Regions from separate parts of the Mus musculus genome. Here region 1 is linked to region 2. Evidence: chromatin contacts called from public HiChIP or PLAC-seq data. All regions are on one chromosome and are shown on one strand. Each heading gives the region's core, a stretch centred on a gene start, on an enhancer-like site or on the middle of the called end of the contact. The rest is flanking DNA. Distances are from core to core; before and after follow the strand shown.

The links. HiChIP or PLAC-seq counts read pairs in DNA pulled down with a chosen protein or histone mark.
Region 1: an H3K27ac HiChIP or PLAC-seq map of SST interneurons shows a contact between it and region 2, with 9 times the contacts expected there. The contact joins two enhancer-like sites. A contact is called at or near these places in 6 of 484 Hi-C or Micro-C datasets (all in embryonic stem cells), 6 of 115 datasets of contacts at active chromatin or transcription factors (SST interneurons, embryonic basal ganglia, embryonic midbrain and 1 more) and 1 of 9 other capture datasets (embryonic stem cells).

What each region holds. Positions count from the first base shown.
Region 1 is chr5:112,851,447-112,854,959 of GRCm38.p6, reverse strand. All of the region lies in intron 12 of Myo18b (myosin XVIIIb), which reads left to right. Among named protein-coding and RNA genes, the nearest start is that of Myo18b, 43 kb to the left of the region's middle. Within about 2 kb of position 1,584, at least 71 of the 459 cell types and tissues checked have an H3K27ac peak or open chromatin away from gene starts, as enhancers often do. A contact at or near this core is called in SST interneurons, where this site is marked.
Region 2 is chr5:112,508,528-112,512,323 of GRCm38.p6, reverse strand. The region is part of intron 1 of Sez6l (seizure related 6 homolog like); the gene reads left to right. Among named protein-coding and RNA genes, the nearest start is that of Gm42160, 34 kb to the right of the region's middle. Within about 2 kb of position 1,718, at least 16 of the 459 cell types and tissues checked have an H3K27ac peak or open chromatin away from gene starts, as enhancers often do. A contact at or near this core is called in SST interneurons, where this site is marked.

The DNA of each region.
Region 1 (3,513 bases), core at 335-2,834, 340 kb before region 2:
GAGGACCATGGCATTTAGAATCCAGCCTGGCAGCCAAGCTGGGGGACGCTTATGTCTACAGCTTAGGTGGCTTGGCCTCTTTTCTCTGTGAAGGCCAGTAGTGTGTTTAATTTATTTGTTCTTCATTAAATTCGCCAGCCTGCTTGGCATTGACCCACTGCCTAATATATGGCATAGTCAGGTCGTATATAAGCCCAAGTAGAGCTGTGGTGGGGAAGAGTGAAGTGCACGGCCGCCACCAACCTCCCCGCCACCGTCATAAAGATGCCAGGCCCTGAATGAATGGGGTTGTAATTTGGGACCCTGAGAGGGTCTCTGCACAGAGGTTTCTAATGACAAGGGCCAGGCACCCCATCTTCTGTCGGACACTGGCAGAATCAGGGTGAGTGGGAGTGGGGGAGGTCAGTTAAGGGGTGGAGGCGTGGGGCGTGGAGGGGTTGGGGGCGTGGAGGTGTGGAGGTATGGAGGCACGGAGGGGTGGAGTCACGGAGGCCTGGTGGGGTGTGTGGAGGGTCAGAGGTGTGGAGGTGTGGAGGGGCAGAAGGGTGGAGGAGCAGAGGGGTGGAGGGGCAGAGGGGTGGAGGGGCAGAGGGGTGGAGAGGTGGAGGCGTGGAGGCCCTCTAGGCTGGGGACATCTTGAGCACAGGAGAGAGCATGAGTAATAGGCAGCGCCTTCCCTGCTCCTGTTAGGGTATCTGTCTCTCTGCTCTTTCACTGCTGCGGGTCCACTCACAATTAGTGTCTATGAGAACCGGAAACAGTACAAAGGGATTTCACACCAACAAACAAAGGCCCTCCACCTCCTGTGTCCTGCTGCTCTCAAGGGAGACCGGGGTCTCGAACAGTACCTTTTCCTCCCCTAAGTGGGTTTGGTCACGGCACTTGTCACATCCTCAAAGCGAAACTTAGACTCCCTTCCTCCCCTCTTCTCCCATCGAGCCTCCTTTCTCTCTCTCCTTTCTCTTACCACTTTTGCCATTGCTGCTTCGTTTGGCTCTGTTGGTTGCTTCAGTTATTTTATGTGTATGACTGTCTCGCCTAAGTGTATGCCTGCATCACATGCTTGTCTGGTACCCTTGGGAGCCGGAAGACGGCATGGCATGCTCTGAAACTGGAGTTATAGATAGATAGCTGTGAGCCTCCACACAGGTGCTGGGAACTGAACCCAGGTCCTCTGCAAGAGCAGCAAGTGCTATCACACAGGGCACCGTCTCCCCACTCCCTATCTCCCTTCCTTCCACGCCTCTGTGTCTACAGGCTGTCAGGCCCCAGCTGCCCGGGGACACCACCTCATTGTCTCCACACTACACTACGAGGATTGCTGGTGGTGTGTTCAGTGCTCTGTTCCAGGCTGTGGAGTTGTCGTGAGCAGGGTCCGCATAGCTGTTTCATCCTCTTTCTCCATGTGACGCCAAGTCTGAGTTCCCACCCAAAGCCCTTTGCTGGCACGGTAGATGGACAGCTGTGAGCTGTCATGTGACTAGGGAAGGGGGCAATTCCATCTCTCTGTCCTCGGGCCCAGGGCTCCTGAGGCCCAGCTCCTCCCTGTCCCCCTCTTCCCACGTGCTTCTTAAGGCCAAATCTGCGCCTGTCCGCCCTGTCCCAGCTGGTGGCTTGGCTTCTGGCCCAGCAGCTGTGCAGTAGGCCTATTCTGGGCCACAGGCGAGGATTTATTCTGCATTTTCTGAGCATATTGAATTCATTCATTAAGCTGGGATGGCTGTTCTGGGATGGAAACAATTAGAAGTTTCTGAAAAATGAACTCCCCGAAGTGGCTGGGGCTAGAAGGCAGAGCTCCCTGCAGCTCCAGGCCTCGGGGGTGAGTGGGGAGGTGGCAGCGTGAGGGCTCTGGGGTTCGGTGTGTCAGAGAAGGCTCTGTGCTTTTAGACTCTGTTTCTCTGAATAATAGTGGAAGCTGATGTCCCTTAGTGGTTGCCCGGTGGGAAGTGCTGCTTAAGCAATTTTACTCCCACGCAAAGTGCTGCTGATAGTACTGATGGTGGTGTTGATGGTTGTGAGGTGGTGCTGATGGTGGTAATCAGGGTCCTGGTGATGCTGATGGCAGTGATGGTTATGATAATGGTCATAACATTGATGCGGCTGATTAAGTAGTTTCTAACGGATGTATTGAGCGACCCAGGCGGCCTGCTGTTGCAAAGAGCATGTGGCTGTTGAAAGGTTGTAGTTTGATGTCCCTCCTGGTGTCCGTTTTTCTAGCAGAGTGGCCTGGGACAGGTCACTCAAGGCTCTGCTATTGGTCCGCTGTCATCCTCTATGACACCCTCTGGCTGACGACTCCCTGAGTCCCCTGTGAGGCTCTACCTCATGAGTCTGCCTTTACTCTTAAATGGCCAGTGTTCTGGAAAGCAGCCAACCCATTTTACAGATGAAAAGACCAAGGCCCAGTAAGAGATATTGTTTGAGATATCACAGCTAGGCTGAAACAGTCTTAGGACATCTGACCTCTGGCTCTTCCCACAATCTCCCTGTGGGAGCCATGAAGGGTCCCTGTCACCTATCGCCCCCTGGTTGTGTCATTTTGGGAGACCTCCCCAGGGACTATTCCTTCCTCTTGTGAATTCTCAGTGTACAGGGTACACTAGAGACCCTGAGAAATCCTACACCAAAGCAAGCCTGCTGGGGTCAGTCTGAAGTCACCCCACCTGCATTTCCCACGGGACTGTCACCTCCCAGAACAGCTTGTGTAACTCCGCAGCAGTTTCTAGATGGTTCTCTGTGCAGATGTGTGCACAGCAGAGATGATGCTGGTGCCTGCTTCCTCCAAGGCAGAGGGAGCCACGTGGGTGGGTAGGGCCATGTTGCCTGTGGGTGGAGCAGGAAGCTCTTTAAGAGTGGGGGAGGGGTCATTTCCCACGGTGCCTGTGATAGCCCTTCTAGATAGAGATGTTGTTCCCAGATGTTTCCTTGGTTGGCCTTTTGCTCCCGATCCCTCTTTTCTGAGGGTGGATGGTTCAGGTGAGGAGCAGGTCATGGCTTCGGTGTAGAGCTGGTGCCCACAGCCTTGCTACATCTCCACACACGCTCCCCTCTGATCTCTGCAGGCCTCATTTTGAGAAAGATGGCAATGGAGGGTTAGACAGTCAACCTCACTTCTCAGGGCATTGCCTGGCACCAGGTGGTGGTGGAGGTGGGATTTGAACTGGCCTGCTTTGTCTCCAGAGCCAACTCCTTCTTGTGGCAGAGCCACAGCCCTGGCTTATCTCCTCTCTGCAGGTGGCCTCCGTCTTCTCTGGGCTTCAGAATTGTAAATCTCTGTGTGAGGCAGTGGGAGCCAGATGCTCTGGCATTATAAATAAGTCCCATAATGTTGAGTAATTCAGGAACAGCTCAGCTATTGTTGGAAGGAGGAACAACTCGGTTATTAATAAATGCAGGAGGTCACGGTAATTGATAGCAATTGAACCCACGGTGCGCAGGGACAATAGCTGTGCCATTGTCAGCTTGTGTGCATGCTCTCTCCCTCCTCCCTCCTTCCTCTGTCATCCACTTCCT
Region 2 (3,796 bases), core at 469-2,968:
CTGTATGTTTTCTCTGGTGTGTGGATGTTAGATTCTAAGTTTTATATATGTGTGTTTCATTTCTACACAGAGGTTGGGAACAGAGTTCCACAGAGAGAGAAGAGGGGAAAGAGAGTGTATCCCAAGGAAGGAAAAGTAGAAGACAAAGAGGAAAACAGAATAAGAAAATAATACAAAGGGGTGGAGGAATACTGAGAGGGACAATGAACACTAAAGCCCTCTTGAAAACCCTTATGGGAACCAACTACTTTAAAAGCTTCCTAAAAATGCATACCTATATAAAAGAAATTTAGAATTGCTGTCTAATAGGGGAGACCATGTCCCAACTAAACATCTCATGCCATGAAGTAAAACCTTCAGTTCCTAGAATGGGTTACTCCAGAGACGTCTGTTATATAGATGGTCCCCCAGACATTTAGGCTATTGCCAATGCTGCTGGTTACCCTCCACAGCCTGACGGTAGGCACTGCTCCTGAGGACACCACCTACTCAAGGCACAGCATGTGGAGAAACTGAGCAGCCCTTACTGAGCAGTGCTCATAGTGCTGAGATGCAATACACGCACTATTGAAGAAAAGCAATCATCTGGGTCGCCTAGTGACCTGTCTGTGGGATAATCCCACTGCTGTCATCATGGCACAGATGTTATGGGAGGAACCAACACTCTTGGCTTGGACTTAAGATCCACTGTATAGGATGGAGCCATACATCTCACTGTTACTGGGACCAAGAACTTAGCATTAGTCTTCTATAGGTCTAAATCTCCAGACAGGAGGAGGGAGAGTCATGTCCCTGTCTGAGATCCTGGAAAGTAGTTCCTAGATGCAGAGGCTGGAGCAGGAGCTGACTGGAGGAGGAGAAGGGGGTGGCCTGTACCTTGTTCTCTGATGATAAGGTCTTGCTTCTGATGAGACAAGGCATAGATTCTGGGATGGGCTCTCTATTTCTGTCTGTCTTTATATATCTCTCTGTTTCTGTCTCTCTCTATCTCTCTGTCTGTGTCTGTCTCTCTATCTCTCTGTAGGTTTCTCTCTCTCTCTGCATGCATGTGTATGTATACATGTGTGAGTATATGTATATATATGTGTGTGTGTGTGATTGCATGTTATGAGTTTATGTGTGTATGCATACATATGTGTGTATGTATGTGATTGTGTATTGAGTTCATGTGTGTGTGCATGTGCATACACATGTGTATAAAAGTGTGTGTTTGTATATATGTATGTGTGTGATTATGTGTTATGAGTTCATATGTATTTGAGTGTGCACACATGCGTGCCTGTGAATGTAGAGACCAGAAGTTGCCTTATTAGGACAACTGACATATGTGCATCACGGCACTTGTGTATAGCGATCAGAGGACAGCTTGCAGGAGTTATTTCTCTTCTTTCTCCTCTACTGTGGAGTTTTTAATGATCAAACTCAGGCTTGATGAAGCACCTTTACCAGCTCAGTCATCTTGATGGCCCCCTATGTATCTTGAGACAGGGCCTCTCACTGAACCTGGAGTTCATCAACTAGGTTGATCAGTGAGCTCTGGGTACCCGATGGTCTCTTCCTTCCCTGAGCAGACACATGCTACTGTGGTGGCTTTTATGTGGATGCTGGGAATACAAATTGAGGTCTTCACGCTTACATAACAGGCACTGTACCAACAGCTGTCTCTCAACCCCAGGCTGGTATTGCATATGCTTCGACGTGAGTGAGCACCGTTGGGCTGAGAGCTCAGGATGGGAAACACAGTGATCCTTGGAAGAGCTAAAAATAAGCGTTGGCTCTGGAAGACACTGGGAGTTGGAGAAGCGTTTATAAAGATGGCTCTCTGACAACATCCACTCTGCTTGTCTTTCAATCGTGTCTAAACTGTTGGTTAGCACCAATATGAGCAGGCATGGCGCCCACCCTTCTACAATGCCCAGTAAGATCAAGGCTTAGTTTCTGCTTCCTGAGACACAGCAGTGTGCAGTGTAAGCAGAGGAGGCTGCACAAGTCACTGCAGAGATGCCATCTCAACCCCAGCACGGTCATGGCTGTGACCGTGAGTCAGGCTTCCTAGGAGTGATTCTCTGAGTCCTTACAGGAGCTTGGATGAGACTGGTTCTGCTTTCCCTTTTCATTTGCAGATGGCAAGGTTTCTTGAGGCTGGTGAGGAATGAGATTTAAATCCAAACCCAGTCCCCAGGACTCTGAAGCCTGGCTGTTTCCACTGACCTTGGAACCCCCTAAAGGACTAATTCAGGACTATCGAGCAGACCCACCCTGACCTTGACCCTGACCCTTTCAGCCCCTCTGCTGCCTCCTCCTCTCCCACAGACACCTGAGCAGCGCATGCTGGTGGTTGGCTTCCGAGTTCCAGAGCACAGAACAGTAGAAGAGCTGAGAGGTGAAATCTCTCTACACCTTCCACACTGCCAGGGAGCATCCTGGCTGTGCCTGAGTATACCATCTTACGTTTTCCTCTCCCTCCCCAGTCCTTGGAAACTTCAAACCCCTGGTTCCCCAAACCAGCCAGGGACTAGAGCCATTTGAGGTGATGCTGCTCTTTTTGCCTCTCTTTATTGTTTGCTGGTGTTTGTGGGTGTTTTTTTCACACACACACACACACACACACACACACACACACACACACACACACACACCCTAGTTAGGAAGCAAAGGCTGTCTGTGGGTCCTGCAGTGGCATCAAACAGCAAAGGTGCCCTTCTGACCCTCCACTTCTGCCCATGGGTCACCTCTGCTTTATGTGCCCTGCTCCCTTTTCCTATTTTTAATCTCCATTTTGCAAAAGCTCAGAGCAAATGCCACATACACCCTCATTACATGGGGTATCCCACCCCAGGGGCTTCCCTCGTGTCAGGAGGACAGATAGACTGAGATGACCCCACAAAGAAGACCTGGAAGAAGGTGGTAGAGAGTCACCCCTATGAGGGGTGCAGACCCAGGGGTGGTACTTTGCAACATCCCCCCCAAGCTTCTCAGGACAGACATGGCAACAGCATCTACCTTACTGTGGGGTGTCAGGAACCTCTAATGTGGTTACTTGAAAGTAGCCCCTCCTGCCCATGCCTAGAAGACAGTAGACTTAATTCAGGATGAAGATGTATTGACTGGGAAAGTTGGACTAACACCTGACACTCTGCTGTTATGCTATAAGTGCTGTGAGCAGTCAGCATTGATTAGGCCCTTATTGCATACTAGACATCGTTTTAGGTTCTTGGAGTTCATCCCAGAAACAAAAGCACAGGTCTGTGGTCTTGTATGATTTAGGAGCAGCTAACCATCAAGAATTATTGGGGTAGGGGGGTGGGGGATGTGCAGGGGACGGCTCAGTAGGCAAAGTGTTTGCCCCAACACAAAAGCCAAGCATGTGGCATGTTGTCTGGAAGGCCAGCACCCACGGGCCGGTGTGGAGACACAGAATCCAGGGACACAGTGGCAGCCAGTCTTGCCAAAATTGTGAGTTCAGAGTTCAGCGAGAGACTGTCTCAAAAACCAAGGAGAGAGGTGATAGAGTAATTTTGTATCTTTATACTTTGTATCATCTTTCTACTTTGTATCTTTTTCTCTGTATCTATACTTTATATCTTTCTACTTTGTATCTATCTTTCTACTTTGTATCTTTATAGACAATGTTGATCTCTGGCCTATACACACACTATGGAGCATCACAAACACACACACACACACACACACATGTGCACAGAAAGAAGCAGGGGCTATCAGCAAGGGTGTCTGTCACTTGTTAAGAGAGGGAACACAACAGTGTCTTCGAAGGCGCCTGAAGATGGTGTTTGAC